2 separate regions of the Rattus norvegicus genome follow, and region 1 is linked to region 2. A link is a contact called in public Hi-C data. All regions are on one chromosome and are shown on one strand. Each heading gives the region's core, a stretch centred on a gene start, on an enhancer-like site or on the middle of the called end of the contact. The rest is flanking DNA. Distances are from core to core; before and after follow the strand shown.

Region 1 (5,171 bases), core at 1,886-4,385, 200 kb after region 2:
AACAGATGAGGGTGGGAGCTGGCTGTTTGTACTGTTTACAGTCAGCAAGCAGAGAGTGGAAAGAAAGGGAGGCCTGCTCACAAAACCCAGGCTCGCTGCTAATGACATACATACTTCCTGCCATGTCTCCACCTTCCCAGACGATGCCCCCAAGGGCCTGTGTGCGGATTTCACATTTACAGCACACAGTAAAGAGAAGATGCTGAGGAAGATGGCTGAGAAGCAAGCTAGAGTTTGGTGTGTGAGTGTAGACTGATTGGCAGGTAATATGGGGGACCATTGCTTTCCTTAGCTCTGAATAATTCTATCTGAAAACTGCTATGCAGTGCTCTTCCCGTCTTTGAGAACAGGTTTTCTTGATGGATGTCTCTGTTTGAAGTGGTTCAGGGAGGAGCTCCATCACTAGGAGAAATAGACCAATAATGTTATGTTAGCAGCTGTTCAATCTAGACAGTAAACAGTTAAGACAGTCATTACCTATAGGGCCATGTGACTTTTACTTTTCTGTGTTTGAACAATTTAAAATAGACAGAATGGTATTTTCCATCCTGCAGCAGTTACATTTGAGGCTGTGTTTAAACTGTAGACTCAGAACGCTTTTAAGGGAAGTTCCCCCCCTCCCCCACTTAGTTTAAAAAGCCAAAACAAAACAAAAAAATCAAAAATAACAAAATAAACAACAGCCCGAGCCAACCCAAACTCGCTGTAATGACAAGGTTTATTTGTGGTTCAGGGCCTGGGCTGCTCTTACTGTTTTGTTGGTCCTGGATCAGTCTCACAGACTTCTAGATTCTGTAGACCTATGCTCTCATTTTAACTATTTCTGGGCCAGATGCCTTTCTTGTTCAGTAAATTGAACTAAAGTGGCTGCCTGCTCTCTGTGCTGCAAGAATTTGACATGGAAAAATAGAGGAAAAATTTTACCTCTTCTTTCTGAGTGTGGGATGGTGCCTTCTGGTGCAATGAGGTGCTGGCAATGCGGGGCGGGGCTGACACGGGGCAGGGCGGGTTGATGGTGGGGGGCGGGGCTGACACGGGGCAGGGCGGGTTGATGGTAGGGGCGGGGCTGAACAGGGTAGAGCGGGGCTGATGGTGAGGGGCGTGGCTGACACGAGGCGGAGCTGATGGTGAGAGGCGGGGCTGGCCGGGGAGATGGTGTCTGTGGTCTTGCAGCCTGGCAAGGATGACACTGCTTCAGCAGTTGTCATTCACCTGAGTCGTTTACTCTTTCCAAGATAAGCATGAACATAAATGTCTTAAGGGGATGTCCCCGGGGGCCTGAGCAGCATCCAGCTCTCCCTCATTGAGATTTGGCCTTGTCCCCGTAGGATAAATATACATGCAATAGACAGCTTTGGTGTCTTCTCATAGTTGAGGGTCTTTCCTCCCCCCTTTCAGAGTTTTCTTTAAAAATTTAACTACTGGTTGTATCTTTCTCATTTGTTTTCAGCTTTGGCATCTTTGTCTTCACTTCCCTTTATGTTTCCTGTATTAGGAAATAGTGTTTCTAAACTCTGCTTGTAGGTCAGGCAGACTCTTTTCATTGAGAGATGTGTTGACAAGGTCTGGTCAAATGAGAGCTGCAATGGTTTGTTTTAGACTCCTTTCAGAAGTATGTTATCCCGCTGCAAGATGAGTGGAAAGGTGTTGTCATTAACCTGGTATTTATTAGATCCTCCCAACTAATTCAGGATTACAGAGTTTATTATTTCTCTAAGTGCCGTTTTCTCCCTAGCCTCTAGTTTGCAGTTAATTTTCAGAATGAGCCCTTGGCTTATTCTTTGACCAACTTGCTTTGGTGCCATTGGCCTTGGTGTGCCATAGTCTGTAATCTCCAAAATAACCGTACTGTTTAATCTCAGGCCTTGGGAAGTTCAGCTGTGGTACTTTTTGGTGTGAGCCCGAGTGTTTCCTTTGGTGGTGCAGCTGCAGGTCTTTTCTCCAGGCTGCAGCTTTTCCGTGTTGAGAGTGTTTTAGCTGTGGGCTCGGGGCAGCCTCTCCCTCACTTAGGTGCTCCCTTCTAACTGGGGCTGGAATGATGGTGGGCCGTCTTATCCTTTACTTAGGTATGAGAGTTGCTTTAATGACTGTTGCTGAGCTAGTAATGGCCAGAGTGAGCTGTAATATACACTATTAGTACCCAGACCACAGTTCCTTCCCTCCCTGCCCCTGTGGATACTACTGCCTCTTGAGGGCAGGGTTAATATAAAATACAAAGTATACAGTTGCTTGATATAAAGTTAATTCTGAACTTTTTTTGAATAGCTAATTGAAACATAGATTTTCTTAATTTTTTCATACTGTTTTATTTATTTGTGTGGTTTTCCCTTGGTATTTATTTATTACTACAGTTATTTAAGCTGTTTAACCATGTGGCTGTCTTTATAATCATAGTAACGTCATAATCATAGTAATAGTTTAATATAATGAATCTTACACATGCATGCACACTCACTCACTCACACATATTTTGAGGCAGCACTTCCAGATATAAGAGAGGCTTGGCCTGGCCTGGATCCTTCTATTTATCCTAGTCTCCCAAGTGCTGGGATTATAGACATGCATCACCATTTTGTATTTTGAAATTTTTGAATTTGACTCATTTTGCATTTTTTACAGAATAAAAATATTATTGTGTAAAACTCTGGCAATGCAGACACTGATTGGCAACAGCTTATCTTCCTCCTGGCCTTGTTTGTTAAGAAGCTAGGACTCAGTATTCTCCTTTAATCTTCTCCATTACATTGGACTGAAAGACTAACCAGGGGGTTCTTGGGCTGTTCATTGTCTCTCTGGCTGTCAACCATTGGAACTAAGATTGCTAGAATAGGCAGCCATGCTGGGCAGACAGCGTCACCAAGTGGTATAAACTGTACCAGGATCCAGTGGAATTAATTCACCATGTTGTTTCCTGTATTCGTCCCTCAGTCACATCCCTCAGTCACACGTTGTGTTGAAGACTGGCATTGTGGGAGGGGTGATGAGGGAAGGCTCTGGCCTCCTGGACACCTGCTCTTCCTAATGTAGAGGCGGCAGTCAGGAATGAGGCGGACATCGGCAAGAGTGAGGGAGGTAGGGGTGCACTTGTGACAGACAGATGGCTGAGATTTTGTGGCTGGTCTTGGGGTGTGATCCAGGTGAGGTCAGCAGTTTCTCTCCTGGGCTTGTTGCCCTCTAAGCCATGTAACATGGCAGGGCCCAGGCCTTCAGCAGACTCTCCTGTCTTTAGCCTGAGAGTCTTCTGTTGGGAATCACAAATCCTGTCTGGGAGTCCATTGAAAGGACATTGAACAAATGTTCAGGTATGGCCCCCGATGAGGATCCGAGGCTTTGCTTTATCTGGTTTTCAGGGGAGTGTTCTCCACATTCATGTTGGTGTGGGGTTGTGTTTATAGATGTCGCGTGGCTATTCATTTCATGTTCTTTGTGCATTACTGGGCCCTCCATACAGTTCACTGAAGATTCTAGCATCCAGGCAGGAATTCTACCTGTCTTGGTTTTGAAATTTTCCCATCTGAACATCCTAGATCACCATGGACTGTAAAATCAGAATTTCTCCAGTGACGGTGTAAAAGAACAGGAAAAGGGAAGGGAAGTGGGAAGGGAGGAAGACAATGCCCGGAAACACTGCAGTCTCTGAGCGGATGTGTCTGTCTGTCTGTCTGTCTTGAGGGCCCCTCACTGAGAAAACAGGAAAATAGAACCTAGGGCTTGGGCACCTCCTGGGCATTGAGTCATTTCTGCCTCAGTTTAGTTACTTAAACAAACAAACAAATTGTCAAGTAAAAGTGGCTCTAGTTTTCTCTGTACACACAAGTCCTGAATAGAGTTTTTAAAACATGTGTGGAACGGTGAATCTCTAGTTAGGACGGATCCATCACCCTAAAACCTTCAGCGTGTTCTTCCTTTGATTTCCCAGTGATAAGAGAGAGCTAGGAAATAACTCCTCTGAGTGCTCTTGGAGGAAGCACCGGGGTGGAGTGAGGTGGGTGGTCACAGATTAGACTGTCCTACAAGCCTTCTCCAAAGCCAGGCCCTGGGCCTCTCCAGCTAGCTATCTGGGTTTTGTATGATCACATTTTAATAATTTTAATGGTGACTAGGGTTCCCTCCCCCCCTTCCCCCCCCACACCCGTTTTATACAGCTCTTGGTTTTTGAGTGTTGGATTAAGGTTGTAGTTTTCAGTCTGTAGGCTTTAGACTCCCATGTCAAGGCAAATTCCTGACCTTCCCTGTGTATTGTTCTTCAAGCGCAGCATACGAGGGTGAGTGCATGGGACAGCTGGTGTCTGTAAGGAACAACAGGGGTGTCTGGCCCTGGAGAGGCAATCTCCCCCCCCCCCCAACTCTTCTTCCTTTCCCTCCTCCTCCCCCTCTTCCCCTTCCTCTTCTTCCTCTCTCCCCTCTCCCCTCCTTCCCCCTCCTCTGTCCCCTCCCTGCCCTCTCCTCCCCCTCCCCTTCCCCTCCTCTCCTTTGCCTTCTCCTCCCCACTTCCTTTAGATTGTGTGTTCTGTGAAGATGTTGTAACTCACTGACCATCCCTGGATGGTCTGAAGGGAGGTACTGCTTACATGGAATTACCTAGAAGGAGAGGTCATCGCAGGGGCTCGAAGGGGCTGGCTCCTGTTGAGCTTGCATGTACAAAGGCAGGTTCCTCTTCTTTATTATTTGTTGAAAACCATTTGCTGACTGCCCACTATGTGCAGGCCTGGATTGGTATTGATGGTGAGGACTTAGAGTTCAATAATTAGTGACTTGCCATCTCTTTTTTCCCTCCTTCCCCTTTTTTTCTAGCACCTTAAATAACAACCACCACTAAGAAACAGCTTCTAGCCTGGTAAAGGGAGGGAGACTGTCCCTACCTACAGTTTGCCCATGTCTGCATATGTCTTGTCTCTGGGGTCCTGTTAGCATGGTTGGTTAGTGTGAATGAGAGGACAACATCAGGGCTCTCATGAGTGCTTTGTCAGTTCTGTCAGAATAGGGTCTCACTGACTGGAGCTCACTGATTGGCTGGACTGGCTGGGCAGTGAGCCCCTTGGATCATCTTGTCTCTGCTCACAGTACTAGTGTTCCTTCTGGGTGCATGCTGTCATGGCCAGCTTTTGACATGACATGGGGACCAGCTTCTCACGAGGACCTGAACACACTGCCCAATGTGCTGTCTCCCA
Region 2 (4,456 bases), core at 39-2,538:
CATGCAAGTTTTGTTTATTCCATATTTTTTGTATTTCATTGTTAGTTTTTATATATACATATGCTATACATGGCACTATACTATATAGATTGAATATTATGTATTACATGTTACATACATATTATGTAAGGGGAGTTTCATACCAGTGTGTATGTTTCTTGTCATTTTTTTAATTACCTAGGTGTGTTTTGTTTTGTTTAAATATAAGGAACAGTGTGTGGTTAAAAATCAATTCTACTGATCTTGTAAAAACATCCCTGACTCTGTATTTCTCGTGACCTTGCGACCTCACGTCCCACCTACCTGACCACACCCAGGTCGTCACAGCAGTCTCACGCCAGTCTCTTCCCTCCTTCTGACTCAGTCCCAGCAGTCTGTTTGGCACACTGGGGCCTCAGCTAACAGTTGATGAATTACATCCTGTATAGTGGGGCCCTGGGCTGAGGAGAGGTGGGGGGCAGGGCGATGTTCTTGGTCAGAATTTATGCTAAGTCAAAGTTAAGGCCCCAACTCCCAGCAGACAGCACGACTGCCTTCATTCTTGCTGGTTCCCACACACCCACGCCAGGAAGAGGGAAGGGACAGCATGCCCCCAACAGTTGGAGGATCTGTAGTCTTCCTCCTGTGAGAACACCAGTCTCTGAGCTGGGCTCCATCTTCCTGCACTGGCAAACGGTTTTCTTGTCTCCCCCTGGGCACTTTTCCCAGGAGGATCCACTAGATGGCCTGCACTGAACGCCGCCTTTCAGGAGCATGCCTGCTGAGGGAAGGAGGGAAGGACGGCTTCCTAGCCTTCCTGTTTAGCTCTCTGCTTCTCCTTCACAGTTCATTCAGGTAAATCTCCTGCAGTGTAGCCATACTAACCATGCAACGAACTCCACATTAAACCATAGGCAAAGGGCTGGGGAGTGAATGTCGAGACTTGTCTTTAGTCAGAGCTCTGACTGGAAGCACACACAGAGAGTGATTTCTGAGTCACACCATGGACAGAGAAAAAAATGAATAGTGAAACAAGCCCAAGGCTTACTACACAAACTAGATTGAATAAAGAGAAATGACTAGACCTTGTACTGGTGGGGCTGGGGTAACTCCAGCTCCATGGCACTTTAGGGGCAGGCACATGGTGGGTTTTTGTAGATATGCCCTTAGTTAGAAAAGCTAAAGATGGTTTGAACTCTTTGACTTCGAAGATTCTAAAAGCTAGGAAAAAGCAATCAGTATTTAAAAAAAGTTTGTCCCTGCTACTTGTAGTAAAGAAAACTTGGAAAGAAGCCCAGGGGCGGCTGGTAGGGCTGACTCAGCCAATGAGCAGCAGAGAAGAAGGAAAGCACAAAACAGTCCCGCCCCTGGATACAGGAAGTCGTGCTGAGGGGCTATTTTCTCTGGTTAAGTGTAGATTTGTGACTTTGGGGATGAGGGTTAGGAGCAGAGTGCTTTTGTCTGTGTAAACTTACACACACAATGACTGTTACCACACATGAACAAAACCCGAAACTCTGTTGGATCCCCAAGCCCAGCTCGTGAGGCCAAGGCGAAGGATCGTGAGTTCTAGGCCAACCTGGGGTACGTAGTGGACTCACTCACAAACAACAAAGCAAACTCAACAGCCACCTTCTGTTGGAGGACGTGAGCCAATTCTAGAGTAGATCTAGATACACTGCTGTGGGAGCAGCGTATTTTAGTCAGTCTGGCCTCCTGTGACAAAATGCTGCCAACAGGTAGAGTTCACCAGAGCTTGGCATTCCAGAGGTCAACAAGTCTCGTAGGAGTCGTTCTGAAAAGAGGATAGGTCGGAACCCTCTCTTCTTCTCTTCCTGTCTCCTCTGTGCGATCGCCTCTGCTGTGCAAAGATGTAGAGAAAAGATCCTGTCAGAGAGAAACCTCTTGATCTTGGCCTCCTGGCCTCCTGAATGGTTGAGAAGGGCATCCCCGAAATTCATAAATACTCCAGCCTCATGTACTCCGCTACGGCCTCACAAGACAGATGAAGACTCTATGCCACGAGAGATGATGGTTTGACCTACAGTTATGGAGAGAGAGATGCAAATACTTAATCCATTTCAGGGACCAGATCCATTAATACCCCAGTCAGAGAGAAGCCCGAACTGGCTTTCCTTGTGGACCTCATCAGGAGTGGTTAAGGCTCAGTGGGGAAGGCTGGTCTCTCATAGGCTAGCCCACACATGCTAAGGTAAATTACTATCTGTTCATTCTAGCACTGTCAATCGTGTGCTTTAGACATAGCACGTGAACCTAAGATCAGGCTGTTACAAGATTCTACAATGTCCCGTCTTGTCTCACAGCCTAGCATTAATTTGAACTCGTTGCTGTTTTGCTTTGAGGTTGTTGTTGTTCTTGTTTTGTAAATATATGTGACTATTTCTTTGAGAATTTCATCAGTGAAATTGATCATATTCACCTTCCTTTCCTTATAACTCTTCCCAGACCCTCCACCCCACCCAATTTCATGTCCCTGCACATTTGTTTTCCAAGACAGGGTCCCTCTGTGTAGGCCTGGCAGTCCTGGACTAACTCTGTAGACCAGGCTGGCCTCCAACTCAAAGAGTCACCCAGCCCATTTAGTAACCCATCAAACCCAGTTCCTGCTGCCTATCTACTTGTGGGCATGGGGCCATATACTGCAGCATGGTTGACCTACTAGGGGCCACAGCCTTAAAGAAAAATCTCCAGAAGCCATCAACTGCCTCAGTTAGGGGACTTATCCCCACCACCCCCACATGTCCGTGATGGATTGTCAACTAGCTTGATGTCATGCATTCTTAGGCAAGACAGAATCTTAGGCAGCCATAGATGTCCTATGTTCATGAACACAGTGGTCCCATCACGCCCGGAGAAGCCAGTTGGGCTCCCTGACCCCTGTCTCTGACAACCTTGCTACCAGGTCTCTTTTGGTGGGGGAGGGGCTGTGATGCATATATGTCCCATCTGTGGCTGAGCATCCCACTGACACGTTTCTCTGCACTTTGACCAGTTGTGAGTTTCTGTGTTAACCTCAAGTCGGAGAGCTGCATTACTGTGAGTACAGAGACATAGATTTAGACGGCTGTTTGATTCCATGTCACTTAGCAGAATGGCAGACTCACCCCTAGAGCCTATGAGCTCCCCAACCTGGGTTCTTGGTATATTTAAAGTGCTAAACGTGTTTCTTCCTGTGGAGCAGGCCTTAAATACACCCAGAAAGTGGTTGGTGTCTGGTGAAAATGTTTTCACCACTGTCACACTCACTACCGTGGTTTACAGTTTTCTCGTGGGTGAAGAGTTTGATAACCACCCCTCAACCTCCTGCATCCTCCAAAGCACTTTCCTATATTCTGAAGCCAGTGAGGAGTGGCGACCTGCTGGTTAGTACCATCCTGGTTTCGTCATGTCTGCTTATGAAAGTATATGGTGTCTTCAGCATCTCACTTGTACCATCGAGCTCTGATGGGCAACCAAGAGCGATAGCAATAGTGTGTGCTGTCTTGGGGAGTGTTCTGGACACCCCTAATTTGAACTCATTTAAGGGACAGTTTAACCAAACAGATAAAGTCATGTGGCAAGGCACCATCTGATTAGATGGCTGGTTCTTTTTTTTTTTTAAGATTTATTTATTGATTTATTATATATAAGCACACTGTAGCTGTCTTCAGACACACCAGAAGAGGGCATCAGATTCCATTACAGATAGTTGTGAGCCACCATGTGGTTGCTGGGAATTGAATTCAAGACCTCTGGAAGAGCAGTCAGTGCTCTTAACCACTGAGCCGTCTCTCCAGCGCAGCTGGTTCTTATTAAGGAGACTTTCTTAGCATCTCCACTGTGCACTAAATAGTAGAAGACAGCAGAGACCTGGTTACTATGACTTTTTGAGGACTCCCAAGTATTGCACTTAAGGGTGACACAGTATAGACTGCTTCTCTTTCTCCTCTAAGATGGGAATGAAAGTCAAAACATAAAAAGCAACATAGAAGGGTTGGGGATTTAGCTCAGTGGTAGAGCGCTTGCCTAGCAAGCGCAAGGCCCTGGGTTTGGTCCCCAGCTCCGAAAAAAGAAAAAAAAAGCAACATAGAAAACTTATGCACATTTATGAGGGCTGAGAAGATAGCTCAGTTGTTGATGTTTGCCTGGCAAGCAAGACTTCAACCCCCAGAACCCACAAAGACAGACAGACAGGTATGATATTGTACACCTGTCATTTCAGCACCAGGCAAGGTCAGGAGATGTCTAGGGTGTGCTGGTCAGCTAGCTGAAGCTAGTGGATGAGTACCAGACCCAGTGTGAGACTGTATCACAAACAAGTCAGCACTGAGGGACAGTACCTGTGGTTGACCTCTTGAAGACACACACACAAAGGAAAGCACACACATACATATGCACAGATATACACCAGAAACATTTACCAACAACATATTACATTCTGTACCCTGTGGTAGTGCATTAAGCCATTTACTATTGC

The links. A called contact is a pair of places that touch in the nucleus more often than the background predicts.
Region 1: a Hi-C map of frontal cortex shows a contact between it and region 2, with 2.2 times the contacts expected there. The contact joins two enhancer-like sites. A contact is called at or near these places in 4 of 12 Hi-C or Micro-C datasets (the A7r5 cell line, frontal cortex, hepatocytes and 1 more) and 1 of 1 datasets of contacts at active chromatin or transcription factors (oligodendrocytes).

Annotation. Positions count from the first base shown.
Region 1 is chr9:49,745,641-49,750,811 of GRCr8, forward strand. All of the region lies in intron 2 of Map4k4 (mitogen-activated protein kinase kinase kinase kinase 4), which reads left to right. Among named protein-coding and RNA genes, the nearest start is that of Map4k4, 52 kb to the left of the region's middle. Within about 2 kb of position 3,136, at least 12 of the 93 cell types and tissues checked have an H3K27ac peak or open chromatin away from gene starts, as enhancers often do.
Region 2 is chr9:49,549,198-49,553,653 of GRCr8, forward strand. No RefSeq gene overlaps it. Among named protein-coding and RNA genes, the nearest start is that of Rfx8, 34 kb to the left of the region's middle. Within about 2 kb of position 1,289, at least 44 of the 93 cell types and tissues checked have an H3K27ac peak or open chromatin away from gene starts, as enhancers often do.